Regions from separate parts of the Mus musculus genome. Here regions 2, 3 and 4 are each linked to region 1. The links are chromatin contacts, called in public HiChIP or PLAC-seq and Micro-C maps. All regions are on one chromosome and are shown on one strand. Each heading gives the region's core, a stretch centred on a gene start, on an enhancer-like site or on the middle of the called end of the contact. The rest is flanking DNA. Distances are from core to core; before and after follow the strand shown.

What was found. Hi-C and Micro-C count contacts between places; a contact is called where the count stands out from the background. HiChIP or PLAC-seq counts read pairs in DNA pulled down with a chosen protein or histone mark.
Region 2: an H3K4me3 HiChIP or PLAC-seq map of neural tube shows a contact between it and region 1, with 5 times the contacts expected there. The contact joins the enhancer-like site here to the promoter of Tmem178b in region 1. A contact is called at or near these places in 1 of 39 promoter capture datasets (embryonic stem cells), 19 of 484 Hi-C or Micro-C datasets (astrocytes, cerebellar granule neurons, cerebellum and 11 more), 19 of 115 datasets of contacts at active chromatin or transcription factors (SST interneurons, VIP interneurons, astrocytes and 11 more) and 2 of 9 other capture datasets (embryonic stem cells and pancreatic islet).
Region 3: a contact with region 1 is called in a Micro-C map of embryonic stem cells, with 3 times the contacts expected there. The contact joins the promoter of Braf here to the promoter of Tmem178b in region 1. A contact is called at or near these places in 6 of 484 Hi-C or Micro-C datasets (cerebral cortex, cortical neurons, embryonic stem cells and 1 more) and 1 of 9 other capture datasets (adipose tissue).
Region 4: an H3K4me3 HiChIP or PLAC-seq map of neural tube shows a contact between it and region 1, with 5 times the contacts expected there. The contact joins the enhancer-like site here to the promoter of Tmem178b in region 1. A contact is called at or near these places in 7 of 484 Hi-C or Micro-C datasets (cerebral cortex, cortical neurons, embryonic stem cells and 3 more), 15 of 115 datasets of contacts at active chromatin or transcription factors (craniofacial prominence, differentiating embryonic stem cells, embryonic forebrain and 7 more) and 3 of 9 other capture datasets (embryonic stem cells, liver and pancreatic islet).

The regions. Positions count from the first base shown.
Region 1 is chr6:39,865,998-39,872,826 of GRCm38.p6, forward strand. It overlaps Tmem178b (transmembrane protein 178B), which reads left to right and starts at 5,439. Exons shown (of 4, transcript NM_001360978.1): 1 at 5,439-6,829.
Region 2 is chr6:40,066,216-40,072,513 of GRCm38.p6, forward strand. All of the region lies in intron 2 of Tmem178b (transmembrane protein 178B), which reads left to right. Among named protein-coding and RNA genes, the nearest start is that of Tmem178b, 200 kb to the left of the region's middle. Within about 2 kb of position 4,971, at least 32 of the 459 cell types and tissues checked have an H3K27ac peak or open chromatin away from gene starts, as enhancers often do. A contact at or near this core is called in cerebellum, cerebral cortex, craniofacial prominence and 7 more, where this site is marked.
Region 3 is chr6:39,721,918-39,729,227 of GRCm38.p6, forward strand. It overlaps Braf (Braf transforming gene), which reads right to left and starts at 3,546. Exons shown (of 22, transcript NM_139294.5): 1 at 3,190-3,546. The coding sequence starts at 3,378.
Region 4 is chr6:40,015,458-40,022,543 of GRCm38.p6, forward strand. All of the region lies in intron 2 of Tmem178b (transmembrane protein 178B), which reads left to right. Among named protein-coding and RNA genes, the nearest start is that of Tmem178b, 150 kb to the left of the region's middle. Within about 2 kb of position 4,109, at least 6 of the 459 cell types and tissues checked have an H3K27ac peak or open chromatin away from gene starts, as enhancers often do. A contact at or near this core is called in neural tube, where this site is marked.

The DNA of each region.
Region 1 (6,829 bases), core at 4,189-6,688:
ATGATCTATTGAGTCAATACAGGTAGCACACACCTGTAGGCTTGGCACCCAGAAGGCCGAGGCAGGAGGATTGAAAGTATGGAAGGTAGCATGACCTATCAAGCAAGTTCAAGGTCGTCTTAAGTGAGAGCAGCACAGTCAAACTCTTGGTTCGATGGATTGAAGTTCTACCCTGGCATTTGTTAGCATTCCAGGGAAGCTAGCTAGACAAGGAGGTTTCTCTTCTGACACCTTGAGTTTGGACCTGAGCTTCCAGAACTGTGTTATAACAACTATTAGGTGTTTTAAGATACATAGTTCACAGTGACAGGAGCCCTAGGAAAGGCAGACTAGGAGCACATAAAGGCGCCTTTAGCCTTTGTGCAAGTGTTTCTGCACCTCTGCTGGGCCATAAGCAACGTGTCTCTTTCATCTTAGCAGCTACTGCCAGCTGCCTTCCCAAGTGGATGCATCAGTTTATCCCCCTACCAGAAGCGCCTGACAGTATTTCCTAATATCCCAGCCACCGACACTTCACAGACTTGTCCATTCCTCCCCCAGTCTGATGGTTCAAATCAGTATTTTAAAAATTGCATTCTTCAGATTACCAATAAGGTTGGGTTTTTTCATATGTTAATTTTCCACTTGAATGACTTCTGTGATTTTTCTCTTTATAAATTCTGCCCATTTGGCTGTTGTGCTATTTGTTTTATTCCTACTAACTTGAAACATTTCTTTATTTCAGGAGATGATCTTATTCACTTTAAAATATTCCTAGTTAAAGGAGAGAACGTTTACACATCAAGCAACTTTGTTGGGCTTAATTGGTTGCCTTTTTTCCCCCCAGCTTCTAGTGAGATGATCAAATGGTATTTATCTGGCCTATTGATATGAGACACCTGTAATTGTAAGAAATTTAAAAAGCAGAGCAGTTAAATATTTATGGGCAGGGGGAACGATGTGAGGCATTTGGGAACATGTATAGAAGGCGCATCTAAGAGAGACTGGAAATCCCTTTAGAAAAAAGGCAGGAACCTCTTGTAAGGTCTTGCAGGGACCTGGGCTTTCTCATAAAGTCAAGGTGTGACTGCTGCAGAGTTTTGAATAAAGGATAACTTGAAAAGATTGTGTGGTGGTGTAATAGAGGGAAAATAAAAAAAAAAAAACAGAGCTAAGAGAGGACTTGGATGAGAAATACATGTCTATGTTCCTGTCATGACCCCAAGGAAGAGGAAAAGAAGGAAGTGATACAAACCAGGATGCCTCTGTGATGAGCTGAGACTTAGAGAGAAGTCTTCCTGAGGATGAGTGCCTGTCCAAGCATGATATGCACATTCCTCAGCCTTGGCAAACTGATTTGGAAGGGACAAAGTGAAAAATCATTTTGGGGTTACACATAGTGTCCAAATTGTACAAAGCTAATTATGAAAACAGAAGTATACCTTTAACTCCCCCACATGGAGGGCAGAGGCAGTGGATCTTTAGGAGTTTGAGAGCAATCTGGTTTAGAGAGAGAGTTCCAGGACAGCCAGAGATGGACACACACACACACACACACACACACACACACACACTGTCTTTCCATGGATGAATACTGATACATATTTACCAACTTTTGTTTTGCTTCCAACTGACAACATGAAAGAGAGAATTTGCAGATGGAACTAGGTATGTGGGTAGAATAAATATGGCAGCTGAAGCCAGCGTGGAAGGAGTTGTCTGAGTTATCTTTCTATTGCTGTGATAAACATTGTGACCAAAAGCAACTTGGGGAGGAAAGGTTTTATTTCATCTTACAGCTCCCAGGTCACATCCCATGCCTGGGGGTGCGGGGTGGGTGGGTGGATTCCTGGCAGGAACTGAAGCTGAGGCCGTGGTGGAATGATCGTTTCTAGCTTGCTCATCCTTCTTTCTTACAGCACTCAGAATCACCTGCCCAGGGGTAGTACCACTCACAATGTAATGTGTTCGGCTCTCCCACATCAATCAAGAAAATGTCCCACAGCCTTTCCTACAGACCAATCCTATGGAGACATTGTCTTAAGATTCTCTCCTCCCAAGTTACCCTTGATTGTGTCAAGTTGACATAAAAACTAGTCAGAACAGGTGTGAAACAAGTATAAGAGGGCGCCTGTCTGCTCTGGGTGGGCTGTGTTCCAGGAAATGAAGATACATCTGACGATATCTCAGCCTCTGTTGATTACATAGAGAAAGCTGGCAGAATACGAAGATTGCTTCAATCAAAGGTGTGTCTGAGTAGATAGACTTCTTAATTTAAAAATTGTGAATATTGCAAACTGATGATCAGTTTGTAAGAGCATAAGGCATGAGAGGAAGTTGACTTGTGGGCTCCTCTGAGGAGAAGTGGGGGTGCAGTAGAATTTGACATTGCTCATGAAAAACCATGACAGAATGCCAGATTTCCTTAATAGGTGTACCTGGCCGTTGCTGCAGCCCAGGGAAAGAATGGGTAAATGGGTACTGTGTGAGCTCCATCTCTATGGAGATCAAGTGGCTTCGTGATGGCTGATATCAACTATGAGAAGGATGTCTATGTGAGAGATGGGTTAGATACCACCCCTGGGTCTCCCGAAGGCAAAAAAAGAGTAAGAGCCAATGTCTGGAACATAGGGATCTAGGGTAGGGTTCAGTATAAAGAAGAACTGTAACCATCCAGTCATGGAGCAGGCTGCTCGCGCCGAGATTTGCCTTTTCCATCATGTCAGGTGTGTGAGCAGACGCTGGTCATTCACTTTCTGGGATACTTTCTCAAGAATCACACATCATTTTATGTTTGACTCTGGAGTCAATTCTGACTTCAGGGCAGTATTATTATGAGCAGGAAGAAACACACAAAAGAGTGATGCTGTAGCTAACAGGGAAGAGAAATTTGAGGCTAGATCCTGCACTTAAAAAGAGTAGATCATAGTTGGGTGTGGTAGCCCACACCTGTAATCCCACCACCTGTTAGGTTATGGCAGGAGGACTGTAAGTTCCAGGCCAGCCCATGCAATTTAATGACAGATTGTCTCAAAAAATAAACTTGAAAAAAAGATGTGTGTGTGTGTGTGTGTGTGTGTGTGTGTGTGTGTGTGTGTGACTTGGATGTGGTGGATTGAATAAGAATGGACCCATAGATTCACATATTTGAATGCTTAGTCATTAGGGAGTGGCACTACTTGAGAGAGATTAGGAGGTGTGGCTTTGTAGGAGTTCATGGAAGTGTGTCACTAGGGGCTGGTTTTGAGGTTTCAAAAGCCCAAGCCAGTCCAATGGCTCTGTCTTCCTGCTGCCTATGGTTCCGAATGCAGAGCTCTATTGTGATAATGGACTAAACCCATGAAACTGTTAAGCATGTCCCAAATCACTTTCTCTTATTAAGAGTTGCCTAGGTCATGGTGTCTCTTCCACCACAATGGAACATGAAGACAGGGGAGGTGGAATACCTTCCTAGACTGCACAACAGTTTGGCTCCCAGTCAAGCACACACACAAAGATAACAACTAGGACGACAACAGCAACATCAACACAAGAAGCAATGCTGTCTAGGTGATCAGCTTCTTAGCCCTAAGCATCAGTATCATCTCCAATATGATATATGGTGGCTCAAAACAATCACACTTAAAAGGAGGGTACCAACCAACAAACATCTTTTGTAGGATTTTTGGGTTTTCACCAAGGACAACAACTTCAAAATGGTATATTAGTGATATCCAGGAAAGAGGAGGGCAGTACCCCACATTGGCTCCCTTCCTAAGCTGGGCCTAGGACAGCACTGAGGGCCACAGGATAGCAGGCAAATCTTTGAAAGTAGGCCAAAGGCCGTGGAAAAAGTTAAAGAGTTGACCAAGAGGGGAGCAAGAGTGGATTGTGGGTGGGTTGTGGGGGAGGGGTGCTGAAAGAGGAGCATGCGTGCTTTTCTGCCTGGGCACTGCCAGTGATCCTTGAGCTGGCTTAAAGACCCGAGAGGGAACCAAGAGACCCAAGCTGTAGAGATAATCTTGCTTTGACTTCCCACTGACCTTGTCAGTTCAGTTTCCCTTCTATTGTCATATGCAGGTACCCTACTAGGTGAAAAGCACTCCCACTTAGCTTTAGGGGTAGAAATAGCTTTAGTAGTGTTTGCATGTATGCCAAATGTATCCCTATTTTCAAGGACACAAATAGAATTGAGAAAAAGATAAGGAGAAGACACCCTGGCCAAAGTCGCTCAGCTTTATCAGGGCATCCCAGGGACCTCTGAGGATGATGTGGACTAGCAGGTGCCTGTAACTTCTAGACCAGCCGAGCATCATCTAAGAACCAAGTAGGTAATCCTAATGACTTCTCTTCACGAAGTAAATCCCCTTATAGAATTCAAGACTGAAAAACAAGGCACGCCCCTCCCCCACTAGATGGCACTGAAACGCCTTGTTCGCGATTTTCAAAATGCAGGGAGGAAAAAAAAAAAAAAAGACAAAAAGAATATGGTGGAGGTGCGTTCCTTTCGACTCACAAGTCCTGCTGTGCAAAGCTGGGTCCCTAGGGCACTCTCTTTTCCCCAGGGCAGCTCTTTATCCCTCAGTGGGGAACCCCGACTTTGGAGAGAGGGTGAAAACCGAAGGGTGAGCTTTAGAATGAAACCCCTAGTATGTGAAGCTGGATGGGAGGCTCCCAGCTTTGCGGCTCTGCTTCACGTGAGAGAAGCAGGGGGCGGGGTAGGGTGGGGATGGATCCTCTAGCTGGGGCCCACCTCTTCAAGGTCTGGAGTCTCGGTCCCACCTCAAAGAGGCCCTGCGGAGGCTAAATCCAGCGGTCATAGGGAAATCACGACAAACCCTATACCGAGGTTGCCTATAACTTCCTCTCCTCCAAAATCAACTGCCCTCTCACCCCACAGCGGCTCTCTTCTGGTCTTGAACGGATCAGTTAGTTGTCCCCTTTTCTTGCCGAAGAGTAAGGACAGGTGTGTGTGTGTGTGTGTGTGTGTGTGTGTGTGTGTGTGTGTGTATGTGTTGGGGTGTCGGCCGCTGGCTCACGGCTGCTCTCTGCTCAGTTCCAGGTAGAAACGCCAGTAGCTAGCAAGGTAGTGCTTATAGCTTTCTGGGGAAAAACAAAGATCAAACGAATAGGAGACACTAGAGGCGGAAACCGAGGTGCAGGGGTTCTCCCAGAGCCGGTTAAAGACCGTTCTCTAAGCATTTTCTTCTTTAAAGAACTGTGGCGAATTTAAGGGACTTTTCCACGGTCAAAAGAGAAACGGGAGACGTAGGCACCAACACTAAATTTATAATAATACACGTAAACATGCTACATATATGTATATGTGCATTAATATGGATGTGGTGGAGCCCATACCTACCTAGACACCATTGACTTGCCTGGCCAAAGAACAAGGCTCAGACATTTCGTGCCTGGAAAATGGTGTGGTTTAACTTTAAGAAGGCTAGAAAAATAAGAGATGAGGCTCACGTTGCACGGATGACATCACTAGCTTTTGGCTGCGCGCTCCGTGTTCTCGGCTGTGGGTTTTAGCCAAGGCTGCAGCGCCTGGAGGCCGAGCGAGTGACAGCGGCTTTCTCGGGCGCCCACACCCGGGCAATGCGATTTCTGGAGCCCCTGGGGTGCAGCTTGGGCTCTCGCTCCTCTCGGGCGTCGCCTGAGCCTGAGAGGCCCGGAAGCCTCTGCAGCTCGAGGAGGTAGGGAGGTGAAGCCGAGGCGCCCAGGCTCCCCCACCCCTCTATCCCCCGCCCCATTCACCCCAGTGCGGGGAGCCGGATCGCGGGACGCTGAGGCCGGGACGGGATATTCCACACGAGGCCGAGGGATCCCTAGTCTCGGCACCCGGGTGGGCTGAGAAGAAAATGGTGCAATCTGAGAGCGGCTGACCCCAGCTGGTTAGAGCAAGCGGTGCTGGAGTGCTTGGGCTCAGGTGGCGAAGGGGGCGGGTTGCTTCGAGCAGCCGGGCTCCGGGTTTTCTTCGTGCTCGCAGCATTTTCTCAGCACCTGGGCATCTCGCACGCGGGGCTGCGGAAGGCCAGGTGAAGTGGAGCAGAAGGGATATTGGAGAGGGCCGGGTGCACACACTCCAGGAAGAAGAAGGCGCTGGAGAGAGCCGCATGACACCGGGGAGGCTGGCGGCTGGGCGGGCAGCTCGCCACCCCTGAGCGACCTGTCCATGGTGTTGAAGGAGCTCCGAGCGCTCCGGGTGCGCCCTCCTCTGTGCAGTCCGTCCCTAACGCCCGTCAGCTGCCGCCCAGTCTCTGCAAACCCCGGGCCCTGAACAGTCGCGTAACGCCGCCCGAGTGTCCCCGCTGTCCAAAAGCGGAGCTGTCTTAATGGGGAGGCCAGAGGCAGGCCATCCGGGAGCTCGCGGGCAAAGGCTGGTAGAGACCATGCGTCTGCGGGCAGCTCGCTTCTGAGAGCACCCGTGGGGTCGGCAGGAGTCAAGGACCTAGTGGTGATCAGAGGACTCAGGCTTTGAAAAGACCCAACCTGGAAAAGAACAGTTCTGGGCACGCGTCCCCGGCCTTCGGCTGCAGACCGAAAAGGGGAGGAGAGTCCCAGAGAAAGAGATCCAGGCTGCACTCCCTACTCCGGGCAACCGGCCGTGAGCGCGATCCGTCCTTCGGCGAAGTGTCGCGTCCTCAGATCTCCCTCCCTATCATTCATTCCCAGGAAGCCAGGACTGTCACTCCGGTCAGCAAGCTGCACAGAGAAACCCAGCAAGCCTCGCCGTGGTCGAGAGCACTTGGTGTTTAGTTTGTGATTGCTGGGCGGCGTGCAGAGGCGGACGGAGGGTTAGGACTGTTGCCCCCTGAACGGTGGGAAGTGGCCGTGCTGAGTTCACCACCGCGAGAGGAGGCTGCAC
Region 2 (6,298 bases), core at 3,721-6,220, 200 kb after region 1:
AGTGAGCCTCGTTAGATAGGAGAATGTCTACTATTTGAGTTTGGGATGAAGGATGACTCAGAACGGCCATTGACTAGAAGTATCATGATGGCCCAGGATTCTATCAAGGGTGTCAAGGGTGATTTGGGCTGTGTGATTAGCTATATAGAGAGACTTGGTTGGGAGCAAAGTAGGATGGGAATAGTTTAGAGGGCTGTCTAAGGTCAATGAAGAAGGATGGATCACATTAGAGGTAAGAAGGAGTCTTATTTTTAGGGTTATCTGATTTCCTTATTTGACCTTGAATGTTGTTCTCTGAACTGGCCCCATACCATTTACCTTCTGAGTGAGTCCCTGTGTATAGTTATATTACTCCTTTAATTGTGCAATTAGATAGATGTTCAATTCTGCCAGACTGACTAGTGCATATGAAACCTGAAAAAAAAAAAACCCATATACTTTTAACGCTGATTTCCTTTTTCCATGCTAAGAGTCAGCCCACATTACCATAATGCACTTAGAACCACCCCATTTTGGTCTTTAGTCTGTAGATTGTAATCAATATCTTCTGTAGGACTTATGTAGAAATTGGATTTCTGTAAGGCAGATAGTTTATGTAATAAAATTTAGATAACCGATATTATCTACATTACATTTTATAATTATAAAATACATTGAAAAACATTTTTTCATCTTATGTGCCTAAACTCCAAGGTTAGAAGGGCTGCTTAGTTATCATCTGAGTATTCAGCCCCTTTGTTTTACAGAGGATGCCTTCTGAAGGTGAAATGGCTTGGATAAACCCCTGTCATGTAGGTGTTCAGCAAGAACTCTTCCACATGGTCTGATCTTATCCTAGTATATTGTATCAATTGCAATTAGAATAGTGTAAAGCCTCCCTCCTTAGTGATAGCCTAATAACAGGAGCTACCTTTAGACATTCTTGGATGTGACAGGAGTGATCTGCCCCATCATCACTGTCAGATGGGGGAAGATAGTGTCCCATGACCCACTGGCTGTCCAAAATGACACTGCCCAACCTCTGAGAGAATCCTCTGATATTTGATGCCCATGGGAGGACCTCCAGTCTCCCATGCTTTGGCCATGGGAGCCAAAGCATGCTTTGGGTAGACCAGTACAGAAGATGTGCAACCCTAAGCAGCCATTCAGCAAGGAGTCAGAGTCCTCTGTGGTCTATAGTACTACTGGGTTTGCCCTATGATTGATCTGCATTGCACATTGGTGCAAATAATCAGGCCAACTCTGGAGGCTGAGAGCGCTTTGAAAGTGATGGGATTTTTAATGAAATTTACTTAAATCTAAATTACAAATGATCACAGGTAGAGAGGCTGAGGGATACTCGAAGACACCGGACTGTAGAGAGAGTCCTTGAAATGTTTGCTTATTACAATTATCACTGTCCTTTTTTTCTGAGGATCTTCTGAACTTTCTTTGGGGTCTAACCTCAGGAAGAATTATTGCTCATTATTTCTTTCTATCCCATTCTCCCCCCTTCCTCTCTCTCCATGTTCGATCCCCTACCCTCTACATTTGCTCTCCTTCCTTTTCTAAGTAAGATGAATACTTGGTCAGGTTTCTCCTTTGTTGTTGCCTGGGCACTTACAGCTAAATTAGTTCACATTAACACATGAGTCGAGTCCACATGCGTAAGTGAATAGAAAGTCTGTGCTGCACATTTTAATGTCTGCCTCTTTGCTTCCCTTTTGATGCCTCTTCATCTCCCCTTCTCCCTTGTGCTCTCAGTCATTTGTAGTTTGCACTACCTTGATGAGCTTTTGGTATTCTTTTCATCAACCTTCAGTCCTTTCTGAAATGCAGCAGGATGCAGATGGATAGCTAGCAGTCTACCCGTCTCTGTCCTGAAATACTGAAACGAGGCGATGGAACACAGTGCGTAGCCAATGTGTTCTCTTCTAAACCTCACGAGCCACTGGTTCAGTCTTCGATTGCACAGTGAGGAGCCATTTGAGGCTTTTGGGGGATGTCCTCTTCCTTCCCCGCCTGACCTGAACAAGAGTCACACCTCCTCTGTGCACTGATACCCCTTTGCAAATGTCTGGCCCCAACACACCTGTGAATCACTTCCCTGTGCCTTGGCTGCCTGTCAGGGAAGCCTGAATAGTTGGATCATTTAAGGAATCCAGCTGTTCCATTATTATCTTTGCACGCTCTTGTGCTCCACTTACTTCTTCATGGTGTTTACCTTAAAGCCTCTCAAGATCGTTTTCCTATGGAAAGGCAAACAGATTCAGAATCTTGCCTACTTATCGCAGTCTCTGAGCGGGAAATGATCTTCCCGAGCAGCGGATTCATCTTTTCTTGTTTGTTTCTCCCTCAGACCTATCTCAAAAGTCCTTTCACATATTGGCAGTTTTTGAGCCTGTGGCCCATCTGCCCTTCTGACAGATTGCCCAGCCTCCTGATGGAAGACGGTGTGCCTTTGGGCTTGGGGGCCCTCCCTGTACTCCCAGCTGTCTGGTCCACGCTCTTGTTCTGAGTCAGCTGTTGGGGTGCCTGTGTGGCCTCCTTTAGATGTCTCCCCTTTCCCTTCTCTAAGATTATATCTGATCATTCTGCTGAAATGGTACCTTTCATCTTCTTTCTTGTGCAAATATTTACTTGTAGACATGACATTCTGTTTCTGCTTCTCACCAGTAAAGGTTTTTGCTTATTTTTCTAAGCCTAGGTGCCCACTTTGGACCCAACACTGTCTTTATTCTTTGTTGCAGCTTTAGTTTTGATTGCTGACGCCTTACCCAGTTCTTACACAGATAAGTAGTTTGTCTGTAAAGAAAAGAAAAAAGAGATTTTTAAATTTTAATTAATTAATTAATTTATATGAGTACACTGTTACTGTCTTCAGACACACAAGAAGAGAGCATTGGATCCCATTATAGATGATTGTGGTCTTCCATGTAGGTACTGGGAATTGAACTCAGGACCTCTGGAAGAGTGGTCAGTACTCTTAATCACTGAGCCATCTCTCCAGTCCCCACTGCCCCCAAAGAGATTTTAAATTAAAGAACTAAGAGCTAGAAAGAATCCTCTTTTTCTTACCCTGCCCCCAAAGCCTGTTACATTTGTCTTCATCTTTTCACATTTGCACACACCCCTGGCTGCACACACCCCTGGCTGCACACACCCCTGGCTGCACACACCCCTGGCTGCACACACCCCTGGCTGCACACACTCTAGGCTGCACACATCCCTGGCTGCACACATCCCTTGCTGTCCTGTTTTTCTGTCATTTGTTCCCTACCTACTTCTTCTGTTGCCTTTGGAGCTGGGAGTTCTAGTCTGGTTCTTCCAAAGAGCTGTTTCCCATTAGGCTCCACATAAGGGGGCACCCCTCTCTGTGCTGTCTGGTGCTACTCTTTCCTTTCCTTGGTGCTTACTCAATTGCCTAATCTTCCCCTAGAACTGATCTGGATGTCCACTCAATTTCTCTACTCCACCTCGTCCATCCATCAGACCAACAGATGCTTGTCCCACCCCACTAACAGCCTTGGTCCCCCTCCCAGCTTTGTAAATAAGGACCCATGGGGTGATGGCACTGCGGAGAATTACAATGGCTTTAATGGCAAGAAGTGTTGAGTCAGAGGGCCTGGATCTCAGACACCCTCCCCCCTACTCCATTGTGCTAGGAGATTATGCAGGTGCCATAGTTATTTAGCTTGTAGTTTGAAGGGATTCCATCCATCATAGTGGCACAGGCATAGCTGCAAAAGCAAGAGGGTAGTTGGTTCTGCTGCCTCGGCAATCAGAAGCACAGAACAGACAGGAAGTGGCCGGGGCCTTCCAAGGCTATAAACCTCAAGGACTATCCTCAGTGACCCCCTCCAGAGAGGCTCCACCCTCTAGAAGTCCCAAATCCTTCCAAAACAATGCCACTATCTGGAAACAAAGTATTCAAACACCCGAGCCTATAGGGAACAGTTAACATCCAAACCACACTACCAGGTGACTTTTCCTGTATTAAGAAGAGAATGTACTTCGTCAGTCTCACATTTTCTGCACTTTGACCAATTAGGCATTTTCTGTTGACTGCTGCCTATTGTGAAAAGAAACTTCCTGACAATCGCTGAGAGCAGACTGGATCAATGCATACAAACATAAACATTTTAAAGGCAATTTGACAGCACGAGCAAAATAACACTAACAGATTTTGCTCTAAGTGTGTGACCTCCCCAGCCGCTAATCCCAGGATCGCAGTACCAGCATTACAATTTCCTGCCTTGGAACAGACCTCAGATTTAATGAGAAAACTGTTAGTTACTCCATAATAGTCACGCCACTGTTGTAGCAGTGGGATACCCAGAGATCACGTCTTCCTCAACAAAGCTCAGGTAATATCACAGAAGAGAAGACAGCAAATGTAAGAGCACCCAATGAACTTACAGCTGCTGCAGTTAACTGCACAAGATCGAGATCAAGCCAGCCAAAATTCTAGTGTAGGTAGGGTAGAGGATCTCCAGGCCCCACCCCTTACTGTTGCCATTGGCAGTTCAGAACTGCTAGGGCAAGAAGAATCATTCCTTTTGGATAATATGGCCACAGGTCAGATTTTTCACGATCCTATGAATGGCCCAACACCTATTCGTTTATGAACATCACTAACCAGACTTTGTGGGTTATTAAAAAAAAAAAGTCGTGGATTTAAAAAGGGTGTATGTTAGAAAATGAGGGATGTTAAAGGGAAAAATGGGGAGTATTTCATTGTTTATGAAACTTTTAAGAGTAAATAAAAACAATTTAAAACAAAAGTAAGGATGATGCATTGTGGTTCGGGGCTGTTATAACAGCCCAACGCAGGGAGAGCAGCCTGCCCTTCAGAGGGTGAGGAGTAGGAAGGAAGAATGCAGGAAGCTGTCTGGTCCCTTCATTCCTAAAGGCTCCCTTCTACCCTGTTCCCTTCCTGCCTTCCTGCAGATGTCTTTGGCCTCTTTCTGTTTTTCAGAGCAGATGGTCCCTCAGAGCTCAGGATTTGCTACACCCATCTAGCAGCTGAGCGGTACAGGATCCAGGTTTCAGATTTCTAGTAGAAAGGGAAAGCTGTTTGGTTCAGCTTGAACAGCTGTGGCAGGGTAAGATGTAGTGGCTCTTAGAACAAATGTGGCTGTGGTGGTTCTGAGAAGAGGGGCGGGGCTAACTAACCACTGACAAATGTCATGTTTACTGTCTGTCCTCACAAGAGCTTTCCAGGTAGACTTTTCCAACTTGAATCTTGAGCCACTATCTTGAATGTCAACAACCCCATTCTCTCTCTCTCTCTCTCTCTCTCTCTCTCTCTCTCTCTCTCTCTCTCTCCCTCCCTCCCTCCCTCCCTCCCTCCCTCCCTCCCTCTCTCTCTCTCTCTCTCTCTCTCTCTCTCTCTCTCTCTCTCTCTCTCACACACACACACACACACACACACACACACACCATCCATCCATCCAATCAGCTCAGTCAGATTTCTGTAGCATTCCCCCACTAGCCCCTTCTGCCTTTCCTTTGTTACTGCCCTTCTGCCTTTTCTTTGTTACTGGTAAGCTGCCATTGGATAGTATATATTATCTAGGTAGACGGTCATCCCTTGGAAGATTGGAGCCTTCACTGGGGTCAGTTCCTAGCTGATGGTTGTGAACGATAACCACCTATATACACTGCTCATTCTCAAGTGGTTATACTTTGTTCCAAGACAAAATGGTTACTCACTTGAGAGATTCCTACCTACCCCTTACACACTGCCAGCTGGCTCTTCTTTAATGTCAGAATTGTGTCAAGAATAGCAGTTTCCCTAATTGCTTTCTTTACCTTTTTGAGAGATAAAATTGTCAGCAGGACAAGGCAAGTATCTATTTGATGTTCTCCATGTAATAGACTTAGGCCTCCAGGAGATAGCAGGAGCCTGCATACCCCTGCTATAGCTGATTCTGAGAACTTTTTGCTTCCTATATTGGGAAAGTGTTATTTACTTCCTACAGTGGTAGGAGTGTTGTGCGCTTGATTGACTTAAGCAAAGTGACTGGTCCTCTCTCCTATTTCAGAAGACTCTCTGGGAAATCTTTGTATTGCTCCCGAGGCCTTCTGACATCACCATATAGCAGACTTCCTTTCTTATGAGAAGCCTTTGGAATGAGCAGACAGTGCCCATTGTCTGTTATTTTTAAATAGGTTAAACCAAGATTTGCATCCCTGTTGGTAGAAGTGGGCAGACCTGCCCAGGGTGAGAACACACAGTCACTGCAAGGCTCCTTTGAAACCTCTCTGTTGAGTAATCATGCTGACTTCCTTTCTGTGTTGAGGGAAATGTACCACT
Region 3 (7,310 bases), core at 2,296-4,795, 150 kb before region 1:
TTATTTATCAGAATATTTTATTTTGGAAACCTATATAGTAATACAAATAGGCCATGAAATCTGTTTATTCTCGAACATAATTTTACATACAAATGTCTACATTCTATGTCGAAGATGCTTGATAACAGCAACTAAAAATAATAATAACCTAATGTCCAAAAAAGTTATCAGTTAAATGATACTTTATGTAGGGACACATAAGTTTTGCTGTACTATTGTTTCAAAAGTTACAAGTCTATATATAAAATGCATTGTGCAAGCACTAGTTGTAATACATGCAAATATTTATAGCAATTATATATTATGGGCACTTTTTGTACTTTTTCCCTAATTTTTCAATAATGGATATGTTTTCCTTTTGTAATTACTTTTTGGTACAGCTGAAATTTCTCTTTGACAAACTTTTTTAAACCCAGGTAAGATAAAAATGTATAATAAAATGTCATTAAACACATTCACAGATTTTCATCTTTCCATCTACTTTAGTAACTAAAGATATTCCTTTAAGTTCATAATAAAAGACAATTAATTAAAAGACCACAGGATACTTCAGTTTCCTCTGAGTTGATGTTAACTTTAAACTTGTTGGGTAGAGGGCACATGCTAGTAATTCCAGCCTTAAGAAGTGGCAGAAGGATCAGAAGTTTTAACTACAGCCTCAGCCACACAGAGTTTCTGACAAGCCTGGGCTCCACCATACTACTTTCCGGAAGAATTTATTTTGTTATGTATATTTGTCATATTTTCTCTTTTTATAGCATCATCAAACATTAAACCCTGGGAAGGGGGCAATGGGAAACATCTGCTTTTAACTAAATAAAGAATACAGTTTCAGGAGATACAAACATGCCTTCAGTTATTGGTGATTTAATTTAACTTCATCTAGCCTAGAGGTCCTCAGGCAGTGTGGTCCATGGGGATTGCCTAGAAAGTGTCAAACAGAAAGTAACAACCCTAATACTCACTACTTCAGAAAGAAGACAGGAGGGGCCAAGGTAAGGGACCCACCCCAGTGCTCTAGCTCTCCCAAGTAAATAGCAAAATCTTCCAAACAGAAATGCCAACTGTCCTAATACCCTGACGCAAAGTTCTCAAGTCAGTGTCACATCCCAGAATTATCCTTGTCTAACTCCATCCATCAACCTGCCCATACTTGGATCCTGGTCCTCACACATCTATACAGTTCAAGACAACCAAGCATGTGCAGCATAGTAAAACCCAGAGACACCTGTGCCTAGTAAGACAAAGGCATATCCGATTCCTGGAGAAAATAGACGGCAGATGTGACCCCTAGCATTTCTCCATTAAAAACAATGTATCCTAAAAATAAATTTCCATGTCAACGGAACAAAGTTGTTTATAAATAAGATGGAATGTGGAGGTGTGGGGAAGACAAGAGGAAGTGTCAGCAAGTGAAGTACCAAAAGCCAGGAAACAAGACGGAATGGATGGTAACTAGGGATAAGGGAGCTAGGAAAGGGATGAGGGAAAGAGTGTTATCCTTAGACTGGAGAAGAAGCCGAGGGAAATAAATGCAAATGGAAACTGACCTGAGCATGAATTCAAGTGGTACGTTGGAATTATTTCAAATTAAGAAATAAGAAAAAAAAAAAACTGTGAGAAATGTAGGGTGGCTCAAATGATGGTACTGAACACATTCTGGGTAGAGATGGTATCAAAAGATGGAAAACAAACATTATTGCAAACAGACTGCTAACGATAGATGGAGAGTGGAGGATGAACATCCCAAGTAAATATAATGAAGCAGGAAAAAGAACACTGTAGAGATAAGGAGGTAGTACGAGAACTGGGAAACTTAAGTAGCAAGTTTATCTTTAAACAAAATTTATCTTCAAGTAAAATCAACAGAAACAAGTCACTCTCGACAACTGTTTGTAAAATACCGTATTCTAGCCAATTGTTTGTAAGATATGGTATTGTTTATGCGATACAGTGCCCAAATGGTAAATGTAGTAAGTTTTACATACAGAGAAAAGAGAATAAATTAGGTAATTTGACAATGTAATAAGTTGAATGATACAAGGACTACCAAAAGCCAAGTACTAAAGACTGGTAAACACGAAAGATGGGACGAAAATGGGAGCGAGCCAGATCACTTAAACCCACTAAAAACAAGCTAGCACGCAAGCAAGCAAGCAAACAAACAAACAAACAAACAAACCCACGAAGGATATCAACTGAGGTGTGTATGTGCACTGAAAGACTAACCCAAACTGCCAGCAGTGCAAGGGAGCAAAGGGCCAAGTGAAACCTGATGGAATCTTGACAGCTTTGGGGTTCAGGGAGTGAATAGCTTGCAAAGTGTCCAAAAGGATTTGTGAAGATAACAACGGATTACAAGGTGACGGTGCAGTGGAATGAAGTAGAGGCACTCAAGGGGACTAGGGCAAGAGAAGAGCAAAAATGCTCTTCCGTGGAAACTAAGGTTAGAAGCAAGTAGGTACAGTTGAGAAATGAGCGGGGTGGTGGATGAGGATAGAGGTTTACGGGTCAGCAAGGGAGCACTGACAAACAGTATTATTCGGGGATCAGAGACCAGGATGGGAAAAGCTTCGGAACAGTAAAATTTGGGGCTGAAAAAGTAAAGACTACACCAAAAAAAAAAATCATCCCCTGGGCAAAAACCGGTCAAAAGAAAAATCCCCCAAACAAGTAGCAAAGTGGGAAGGGGACAAGGGCCTGCAAAGGGAAGATAGTGAGGAGAGTGGAAAGATGCGCTCCGTCATCCCCAGGATCAGGGAGTAATCGCACACGGCGGTTCCTAGGGCTAGGGGACCAAGGGGTACTGCCCTGGCCACTAAGCTCCATCCTCGACGCCGTCCCTGCCGGCTAGCAAAAAGGAAAACATCTCAGGGATGCAGGGCTGGAAGCCTCAGCCAGGCGTGACCTTCTCCAACCCAGAGTTTCGCCCCCTCTGAAAAGGCTCCAGCTCTGCCCCCACTGCCCCAATCCCATCTGGGTGGGGGCCGGGGAACCCCCCTGGGCCATCGTGTGTGTTTACGTAGCGAGGAGCTACAAGACAGAGGGGGACACTCGGCCGATAACCACCTCCCCGCCGGCTACCAAGCACTGCCGGGGCTCCTTCTGCTGCCTCGGTCCCTCGCATAAACACTGGCCCGCCGAGCCCCTGACGCGCGAGCACTGGGGGGGGATGGCGCCGCCACTCACCTCTTCAGGAATGGCCGGGTCCGCAGCCGAAGAGGCCGCGGCGCCAGCGCCGGCCTCCGGCTCCATGTCGCCATTGAACAGAGCCTGGCCCTGCTCGGCGCCGCCGCCGCCGTCGCCACCGCCACCGCCGCCGCCACCGCCGCCGCCGCCACCGCTGCTGCTGCCACCGCCGCCACTCAGCGCCGCCATCTTCGAAGCGCGAGCCGGGCCGAGCGGCCGCCGCGGGGCGGGGAGGGGGAAGGGAGGCGCAGGGCGGGCGGAGGCGGGCGCGGAGGCGCGGGGGGCGTGGGCGGAGCGGCCGGGGCGGAGGCCACCTCTGGAACCCGCCGGCGGCCCCGGCGCAGCCGAGCCTGAGGGGATTTGGGGGGGGGAGGGGGCGGAGACGACGAGGAGTCGCCGCGGCAACGGCGTCACCCGCATGTCACGGTCGTGACGTCACCTGGGTGCGTGACGTCATCCGAGGAGCACCCTCGCGCCGCTGTCGCCAGGGGAGTGTTCCTTCTCCTCCAACCACCCTCGCGCTCACACGTTTCTACCCGCACAGTTTCCATGGCTCCGGCTTCCTATTTTTTCTCAGCCTGTTCTGTCATGTGGGATTTACTAGAAGAGCAGGGGGTGGTGTTTTAAAGAAGTTAAAATCCTAGAGGGAAGAAGGCCGGAAAGTCTGTAGTACTTATTACTGCCGTTACAAAGAAGCTCTGGGTGTCATAAAAATAAGACCTTAAACGCCAAGGTTGAAACATCAGCCAAGCCAAATTTCATAGAACTGTCTTGGAGCAGCTAAATTCTCAGTATGGTGTTTGTATCCTGTCCCTAAAGGACTTGATCTGTTGAAGTATAAATGAAAATCTAAAGCTGGTCTTCAGGGTATTTATTGCCTAGTTTCAGTCATTTACTATCAATTGGCTCCTTCCATGCACTAGGACCTGAGGAGAACACATGACCATTTTAGACATCTTATGCATCATAGCTAATTTTTATTCCAAAGAAAATAATTTAAAATATTTTGTAGATCCTGACTGATCCAAGGCATTCTCTTCAAACTGTATATGAAAAAAAGAATTGGGAGAAGAGAATTAAATCATCTCAGAGAAGCCCAAGTTGCAGAAATTAAACCCAATTTCTTTATGTAAATTACATGGTTAAAGTACGTTTAACCAAAGAAGGAAATAATGGAGAGAGGAAGTGTGTTAAGAAAAAGAGAAAACAGGAGTGAAAAACAGAAGCTACCAACACTATTCAGGAATTTCCAGTTTAACTCTTGAGTTGAGTTGTCTGTGTGTCTGTGTGTGCACTTCTATTAATGGAAAGGGGGATGGTCGCCACCAACCTCTTTATTGCATTTAGGATGAGTTGAAAGGTAGAAAGCTTCTGACAATAGGATGTCTGCCTATTTGGTCTGATCAGCACAGGCCCGGCAACTGATGCTTTGCTTCAAGGTAAGCAGTGCACGTGTGGCTGCTTGGTGAATCAAAGCATTACGTTCTTGTGTATTGAAAAAAAATGCCACCAATCAAATAGCTATTCTGTGTTTGCCAATGACATTGTACATTCTCTTCCAAGCAGGGACATTCCCCTGAGAGCTACATTTAAGTCAGAAGATGATCTGACAGATTCGAGTGAAGGAGATGATCACAGATAGAGACTATATTATCAAGCTATGCTAGTTTAAGGCAGTTTTTAAAAACCATAAATACATAATGTCTAAGCATACTAAAATAGGGCCAACAACCAGGCAAGGGACACTTCCTCCTTGATTTTGTCTGAAACACAACTGTTGGGGTTTTGGGGTATTGTTGTTGTTTGTTGTTGTTGTTTAGTCCCTAACTGTCCAGGTTTACTTTAGGAAATTATTCCCTAAGAATGTATCATTATAACATTTTTTTTTACAACATTAAAATTTCTAAGACATTTCTCTTTTGTTTTGTTTGAGACAGGGTTTCTCTGTGTAACAGCGCTTGGCTGTCCTGGAACTTGATTCCCAGAGATCTGACTACCTCTGCTTCCTGAGTGCTGGGATCAAAGGCATGTACCCCCATGCCCTGCCTCTAAGACATTTTCCATGGTTCCATTTTAAACAACATCCTTATCAGCATCAGTCTATACAGTGATCACGTCTTATGTGATTATTTCTTCACAGGATGGCTGGCCTCATCCATTTAAGATGGATTCTGTTAGTTTCCACTCATTCAATTTTTTTTCCTTGTGTGTTGGTTAGTTTTGTTAACTAATGGTGTTCCTGCTGTATGTGTGTGTGTGTTTCCTCACCCTCAGTAAAGGCCTTTCTTCAACTGCTGATCCTGTCTGCTCCTGCTGGCTATGTTTGAGATTTCTCCACTGCTACCAGACAAGCTTAAGATCTTTCCTGCCTTTTACTCTTTAACTGGCAGAGAAAAGTAAATAAAGACCCCGATTGTTAACATTTTTGAGACCTTGTCCAGGATTTCTGGTCCAGGACCACCAACTCATCAAAGTTGTCACTTAGATGCTGATGTCTAGTGACTTTAACAAATAGAATCTGCATGTCACTCAGATTTGGCCTATGTAGCCCACTTCCATTGGACATTACCTCTGGTACGTGGGCAGAGATGTCTACTGCTGATGATACATCTCTCATGTGACACTTCAAGAATACATACTACCAGCTGAGCACTGGTGGCACATCCCTTTAAACCCCAGCACTCAGGAGGCAGAGCCAAGTGACCTCTCTAAATCAGAGGTTGGTCTGGCCTACAGATTGAGTTCCAGGACAGCCAGGGCTATACAGAGAAACCCTGTCTCAAACAAGACAAAACAAAACAAAAACAAGAAACAAACAAACAAAAAGAATATACAGTATTGCCAAAGGCTGTTTTAGGTTCTAGATCATTGCCAGTGGTTAAGTTTTATCCTGAGCCCTTAGGTCAGGCCTCCTCTGAGGCACTTTGACTGTTGCCCCTCAATTCTCATCCCTTTGGTCAGCTCAAAGCAAGTGAGAAGCCTGTCCCCCAAACCCCTAACAGCAGTTAGGGTGACCTTTCAAAGGACAGCATGAAGGACTAGGAGTTAGACAGAGTCCTTGGTAGGCAGACATATAGGGAGAAGGGCCATGACTAAGTAATAAAGATGTTGAACTTTCAAGATGGCTGGCTTCTTCCTCCTCGCCCTTCTGACCTGAGACAAAAGCATCACAGCTTAAAACAAAGGCCTTGTGGGCCTTTCTCCTGCCAGCATGCCCCACTGCGGATGGACTGGTTTAACAAGTTCAAGGCCAGATCTGGACAGGTTTACACAATAGATGTGGGCCAATCAGCCGCCCCTGTCTTTCTGCAAACTGACCAGCCCTAAGACCTTTCCGAAACTTGAAAAGCCTGAGACCTGAAGAAGACATGGATTTTCAGCTTCTCGAGCCTGGGATCAGTTTTGTGTAAGACATTTTTCTCTATACCTGCTACATATATTTGTCTACTTCCTCTAATAAAAGCTGTTCTTCCTCTGCAATAATACATAATTCGTAAATAATAGCCAGGCTGAGCAAAGCGCGGGAAGCAGAGCCCTGAGCAGCACTCCTTCGTGGTCATCCCGTCTTCCCCTCCAGGTTCCAGCTTGAGTTCTTGCCCGAGCTTCATACACGATGGACTATAACCTAAAAACTAAAATCAACCTTTTCTCCCTAAGTTGCTTTTGTTTGTGGTGTTTATCACAACAATAGAAAGCAAAGTAGGATAGTTGCCTTCAAATTTTAGCTATCCGGTATTTGGGGGGCCATTTGAAAGTCCCATCATTAAAAAAGAAAATAAATAAATAAAAGCAAGCTGGGGGTGGGGGCTTGTACACTAACCTTTAATCTCAGAGATTCCCCCCTGACTGTCCACAGCCAGTACAGTCAGGGCTATGCAGAGAAACCCCTGTCATAAAAATCGGAAAGAAAACACAAAAAGGGCTGGAAATTCTTTGATCCAACTTCCATCAGAAGGTAGGATGCATAGTCCCTCTTGAACCAGACTCAGTGACTTACCTGTATATAATAAAACACAACAGATGTGATACTGTGTGCCCTTGGGATCTAGACCACAAAGAATCAAACAGTTTTCAACTTGCTACTGCAACAGAAGGCATGTGACAGTCGTAGAGGCCCGAAG
Region 4 (7,086 bases), core at 2,859-5,358, 150 kb after region 1:
TTTATTTTCCACTTCTCTGTTTTTCTTCTTCATTTAATTACTGGTATTACGACAGGATTGTTTTCTATTGCCTTTCATTGCAAATGTATAGTATTTCATCTACATTCTGAGCTAAAGATTTTTTTTTTGTGGGCTACCCTAAAAACCCAATAATCATTTATAATAGACAGGACTTCTTTGGAAATGGGTTCTGAATTCTAAGTGACTCACAAATGAGGTTTCTAGAATAGAAAGCTGGAGTCTTTGCATCTTTCTTTCTAGGCAGTTTTGCCTCTGAATGAACTAGCCATCTCCATTCTGCCCACTCCTGCCTTTGTTAGGGAAGACCCATCTCCCCCCAGACTTGACACTCCCAGCCCCCTCTGTGAAAGCTGACTCCCCACTCCGCGTTCTCAGCCCACAAGTAGCTGCTGATACAAAACTAATGAATGTCCCTTGGGGTGCTCTTTGTAGGCATATGAATGAAATCCAGAATCCCAACCCAGGGACATCAAGTGTCCTCAGCGGTAGGGATTTTTCAGTCCCCGCCTCCTGTGTCACTTCACATTGGTGAAATGAAACTAATTAATATACATTTCCCTGAGGCTCTCTACTTGGGCACCTGGCACCAAATTAGAAATGAGCAGTGTGAGATGTGTGTGTAAACTCCTGAAGCCGAGAGAGAGGCTGCTAAACATGGGTGTGGAGGTGACACAGTTGACTGACATCAACATCTCTATTCCATCCATCTCCCATCACACTGCTTCACTCCCAGAACTTCAGAGCCTGCCTGGTTACCATGGAAACAAGGAAGTGCAATTGTACACAAGTTATGCCGCCTCCTCCAAGCTCAGGGGCACATCCTCTCAGAAGAATGGGTAGAGGGGAAGGAAAAGGTCCCTATAGCCAGTTGTCCATGAGTGTGGAAGTAGTGTAATACCAGTGGCAAATTCCATGCCAGCTGCTCCCTCACCCTGTCAGTGTAGGACCGTCCAGCCCACCCACCAGCATAGCCTGGTCAGAGTCACATGACAACTATTATCCTCCTAGCCAGTGGTAACCTAGTTCCTACCCTTAGAAACTAAAGGAAAGCTTTTCCTTTCTAGGAAGTTGAAATAATTCCTCATTGGACAGAGTAGGGATGTCTGACTTATGGGTAAGTGTTGAAATCTGGCTCCTTGTTTAGCATAGCCAAGGCAGTATGATTTAATGAAAACCACTAAACCCACTCTGTTCCCTCGTGAAATGGAGCTAAAGGACTTGGGGTCCTGAGTGTTTACAAGTCCCAGTCAGAGCTTTGTACCAAGGAGCTACCTTTGGTGGTTCTTGGAATGACTGCATGGATCTAGCCTTCTTTGCTGGTGATGACTGAGGTTGTGCGGTGTCTGCAGTATTAGAGGTAGGAGTGGGAGTGGCCAGTGAGCCTAGAATCTCTGAGAGGGTGAAAGAACAGGGACATGGGGTGAAGATGGTGAAGGCCAGTGCCAGAGGATGACAAAATGCCATCACTGTATCTAGAGGAGACACAATAACCAGTCATAACAGTGACATTTAAAATGGACCCAAGTGTAGGCGTAAATTTTTTGCAACCCACTTTTAATAAGGGTTCAACCTCTCCTCTAGCCCACCACCCAGAAGAGGTAGTGGAAGAGAAAAGTTATTAGGATATGGGGGAAGTGGACCTGTTCAGCAATAGTTCTTTGAGGCAAGCTCAATGTTCTTTGTCAGCAGTTCAGTCCCATAGCAAACACCAAATATGACTCTTAGCAGCTGCAGATCGGTCCTCTAGGCAGGCAGGCAGAAGGCACAAACCAGCAGTTACAGTCCCGTCCTTTCAGCAAGCAGACACCAGGCAGCTGTAGTTCAATCCTAAAGAAACCGCCAAGCTTGCCTACTGGCCTGGATGGAGGCTACAGAAGCAGCAGGCTACGGCAGGAACCTCACAAGCAGTTCTTGGGCGAGTTTCTCTCAATGGTAGTGTTATTGCAAGTTGAGCTCAACAACACTATGTAAGTTGAGCTAATATATGCGTATCATTAGCAAAGAGTAGTGAGGTGCAACAAGTGAAACCAAGGCTCAGATCCCATCTCCCACTCTCTGTGGGGTCATATTTATACTCTTTCATCAAGCTTCCTTTAACATGTTTGCTATATCTAAATATCCTTTCACCTGTGTCTGCTTCAGGAAAACATTCTTTCACGTGTTTGCTTTAGCAAGACATCCCTTCACCTGTGTGCCCCAGCAAAACATTATTTGACACAACCAACTTTCCAAAGAACTAGAAGTTTCGGCTTCACCCATATACACCAGTCACTTATTCAAGTAGGATGTACTGTGTCTCTACCATTCACCAACAACTCTTGTAGACTTTGGATGGAAGAAACCACAACAGCTGCATGTACGGAGCTTTCTGTCTTGTGTGGTAATAATGATCGCTTAGTACAGATGTTCCAGGGACTCTGTTAAGTCTTTCGTTTGCACTGTGTCATAGAAATACCAACTACCATGAGGCACCTGCTCTATCTGTTTGGCACTTGAGATTAAAGAACTCATTGAGGAGTATGAATGTGGATGGAGGAGGCAGAACCTAGACTCTGTGAGAAGCCATCAGTGGTATCCTAAGTCTCAGATAATGTTTCCACATAGCAGTGATATGTGAGACTCATTTTATAAGGGGGCAAGGCCTCCTGCTAAAGAAATGGGTGTACTAATGTACATATAAGTAATGTGGGGAGAACTGAGGTTCTGAGACTCATGGGCAAGGTGCACACAAGCTCCTGTGCCTGTTTTGTAACTTCCCTGTAGATGTGCAGCTCCTGATTCTTATGTCTGAGAGTCGTATGTATCAGTAATGCCTATAGGCAAGGAATACTAGAAACTTCTAGAACACAAGTTGTTCTTGAAGTACAGGAACTAATTAGATATTTTTGTTGAGCTGATACTTCCTTTTTCATATCGGGAAATAATCTTACATTCAAACTGAACAGGCATTTGGTAGGGATTGTTCCTTCCAAAACTCGGGTTGATATTTTGATATTTGATTGACATTCAGCTAATGTTGGAAGGATGGGGCTGTTGAGAGAGATCAGATTATGATACAATGAAGGGCTTTGCTTTTCCTATGGGACTAGATTAGTTGTCACATGGGTGAATTGTTAGCTTGTATGGTGGTTCACACTTGTAATGCCCGGACTTAGGAGGCTGAGGAAGGAGGACCATAAGGTCCAGGTCAGCTTGGGCTACATAGTGAAATCCTACCTCACCATCTCCACCCCCCACCCCCACCCCCCAAATAAAAAAATGTGGGTTGTCCCAAAGTAAGGATGACCCTTGATTCTTGCCTCCTTTGCACAACCACTTTGACTATGAATTGAAGTAGCATGAGACCCTCACTGGCACTGTGATCTTGGACTAGAATCATAGGATAAGTAAATCATTTTTCTTTACAAATTACTCAGTATCAGGAAGTCTATTATAGCTACAGAAAATGGACTAACCCACGTTTCTAAGAAATGTATGAAGCATGTAATTTTTGGTCTATAAATCTTAAGGCTGACCTTTAAAAAAAATCCTGTTGTTAAGCAGATCCACACTTATCATAGCCATTAGCTCAAAAAATTAGTTTCCATGTATATTTTATTTATATAAATTAGATACACCAAGACCAACCCTTGTTATTTTTTTCTTTTCTAGTCAACTGAAAAATATTAGGATTATTTGTGAAATTTTTTCATTTAAACTAGTTGTTTATGAACTCAGATTCAAGGAGCCCCTCTTCTGTTTTTAAAGTGTGATTCTTATCCAGGAGTCAGGAGAGGGAAAGTCAATGAGTGCTGATCACTTACTCTCCGAAGGAGGGAGGGTTCTGCTGTCTGCTCTCTTCCTGGGTTGGATCCCTGAATAATTAAACATGGTCCTGGCTCCCCTTTTCTTTCTTGAGGTTAAGCCTTATAAAAATTGCATGGCAAAGGACTGGCGAAGGAGTGGCTGGTATCTTCCATATCAGCTGAGGGGAACCTCCAGAGTTGTTTCTTAATATCCTGCACAGGCTTCTGGGAATATGAGTCTCCTTCAGCTGTGATGAAAGCGGGGGAGGTGCAGCCAGGTCCCCTCTGGACGTGTGGTTTCCCTCACTACCCTGGGCATCCTTCAGGAAGTGCATGGATGGAGCACTGTTTCCACACTCATTACTGATCAGCTTGGTCGTCATTGTTGGCCTCATCATTAAATATTTATGGGTTGCTGAGTGAAAAGCAACTGTTGGACAGATGGGGCACCCTTTTCAGAAGCCTCCCAAGACTATCTAATTCATCTCTTTCCCTGGGATGGAGTCTCCTGAGAAAGAATCTCCAAGCATGAGTTAATTGATTACGATTGGTATTGTTTGTTTGTTGGGGGGAGGAGAACACTTGATTGCACTTTAAGGACTTGTGAATGCAATTTGAAAGATGCTATAGTTCTTTTGAAACATTTCCCCCTTATGGGTCAGTATATAAAGTACATATAGTTTCTGGCTAGGATTTAAATTGGGGGTCCAATAATGTGTGTGTGTGTGTGTGTGTGTGTGTAAAGTGAATAAGACTTGAAATCCTATAGACTAAGGCTGAGTTAATTGAAGAGCTGTCAAGGAGCTTGAAATGTAATAGTAAATCCAGTTAATTTTGGAAAGAAGGAGGACATTTGAGACAGATGTCATCTTTAAATGCCACTCTGGACTGCAAGCATTTAACCATCATCTGAATCTTCTGCATTTCTCTGTCCAGTCCGTCCCTACAGACGTAACCCAGCCACAGGTCCACTGAGTAGGGGGAAGAGCCTCTCCATCCTCCTTATTATCATCACATCTCTGCATCTCTTATATTATCACTTTCTTCCTTCATCATCTCGCTTATCACAATTACCAATTAAGACATGATTATTATGAAAAAATTGATGGAAAAATATAAAAGAGGAAAAAGAGTCACCCAACTTGTCACTATCAATAAATAAATAACTGCTATGAAGTAGATTCTTTGCATTTCTTCCTGTAGCACAAACATTTCATATATGATTTTATATCCCATATATTATTTATAATTATAAGAAAAATTATCTGATTGATAAATATCCCCTTGTTATTAAGGCTTTTCATAAACATAATTTTAATGGCTTCACAATATTCTACCATATGGATACACATAACTTATTTAGCCTTTCCTATAAAGTTAAATGTAACTTATAAAGTTTATAGTTTCCTATAAACTTCTGCATAACTATAATGTTATAGTGATAATTTTCATGAATAAATGGTTATGTTTCTGATAATTTGTTTAGAATAAATGCTGAGAACAAGTACAGTTGGGTCAAAATACAGAAACTCACGTTAGGTTCATTAAAATTTTTTTAGATTTATTTTATGCACATGAGAGTTTTTCCTGTATGTATATGTGCACCATGTGTATGCTCTATGTCTACAGAGGTCAGAAAAGGGCATGATGGATGCCCTGGAACTAGAGTTATAGATGGCAGACAGCCACCATGTGGTTTCTGGGAATGAAACCTGGGTCTTCTGCAAGAGTTACAAGTGCTCTTAACCACCAAGACATCCCTCCAGCCCCAATTTTTTGATTCTTCATAGATAATGCCAAACTGCTTTTTAGAGAGGTTGAGTCAATTTGTAATCTTACCTGGTTTATCTGTAAATCCCCTTTCCACCTCTAGATCAATGCTTTTTCAATTGATGAAGCAGTTACTCAGTTTTGAAAGTTTCATTCTTATGCTTATGACAAGAGTTGACTTCGAGACATTACATTTGCGTTTCTTGTCAGCGTCTCTGAGTAAGTCACTCACAGTTAAGTATTTTAAGCTGCTTTGTTATCATTTAGATCTGCTTACCTGGGGCCCCATTACTGAGCCCATGGAAGGAACAACAGGACCACGAAGGAACTTTGAAATTAATCTACATTTTGCAATTCGTGCAAAAAATGTAATTAGATTCATTCTCCAGAGGTAATCCATTAATGTAATCAATGATTGGAGTTATTTAGAATGTAACCTTAAGAAAAATTGCAGATGCCTCATAAAAATAAACACTTGCTTAGTAAAATAATTCCACACTCAGTGCCAGCCATTTCTGTATATAATTTGTTAAATATTTGACATGGTATCTCCTCTGTAACATTCTTATTTAGGGATGGAAGCAAGATCTGACCCTAAGATGGTGAAAGGTCTCTTTAAAATACTTCCTTGCATGGTGGAGAGCCACTGATACCTGGTGGGACTTGCAGAGAGTCATGGCTCTAATTCCAGACAATTCTTTTGTGGCTGGCTAGCAGGTGCTTCATCCATACACCTTAACTCTTTGTGTGTGAGTATGTGCCCCGCCCCCTCAGTGTTCACGTGTGTGTGCATGCCCTGAGGATCAACATCCAAGGTTGCCTTCTTTCCTCTACACATGTGTTGCATCACACACACACACCTTCATTTACACACATTGTATACACAGAAGAGGAACAAAAAGATAAAATAGCAGTGTTGGTGTAAATTAAGCACTGATTGGCACAAGCTTCCTTGCTTCTTTCTCTAGGTTAAGTTTTTCTTTCTCCCTCCTCCTCCTCCTCCTCCTCCTCCTCCTTTCTCCTCCTCCTCCTCCTCCTCCTTTCTCCTCCTCCTCCTCCTCCTCCTCCTCCTTTCTCCTCCTTCCTCCTCCTCCTCCTCTCTCTCTTTCTTTCTCTCTCTTTCTTTCTTTCTCTCTCTCTCTCTCTCTCTCTCTCTTTCTTTCTTTCTTTCTTTCTTTCTTTCTTTCTTTCTTTCTCTCTTTCTCTCTTTCTCTCTTTCTCTCTTTCTTTTTCTTTCTCTCTCTTTCTTTCTTTCTTTCTTTCTTTCTTTCTTTCTTTCTTTCTTTCTTTCTTTCTTTCTTTCTTTCTTTCTTCTCTTGCTGTGTGGTGTTCATGGGTCTCCAGCTATGGAGACCCCTGCCTGCAGCAGCAGGCAGGCTCATGACTCATTAGGAGTCTGTCTCCCTGCTACGAGGCCTGTTGGGGCCCACCAACCCTAAGCATAGGACTAGTAATGAAAGCATCATAGCTCAGCAGGGGAGGTCTGAGGTCACTGACTGGGTGCCATTAA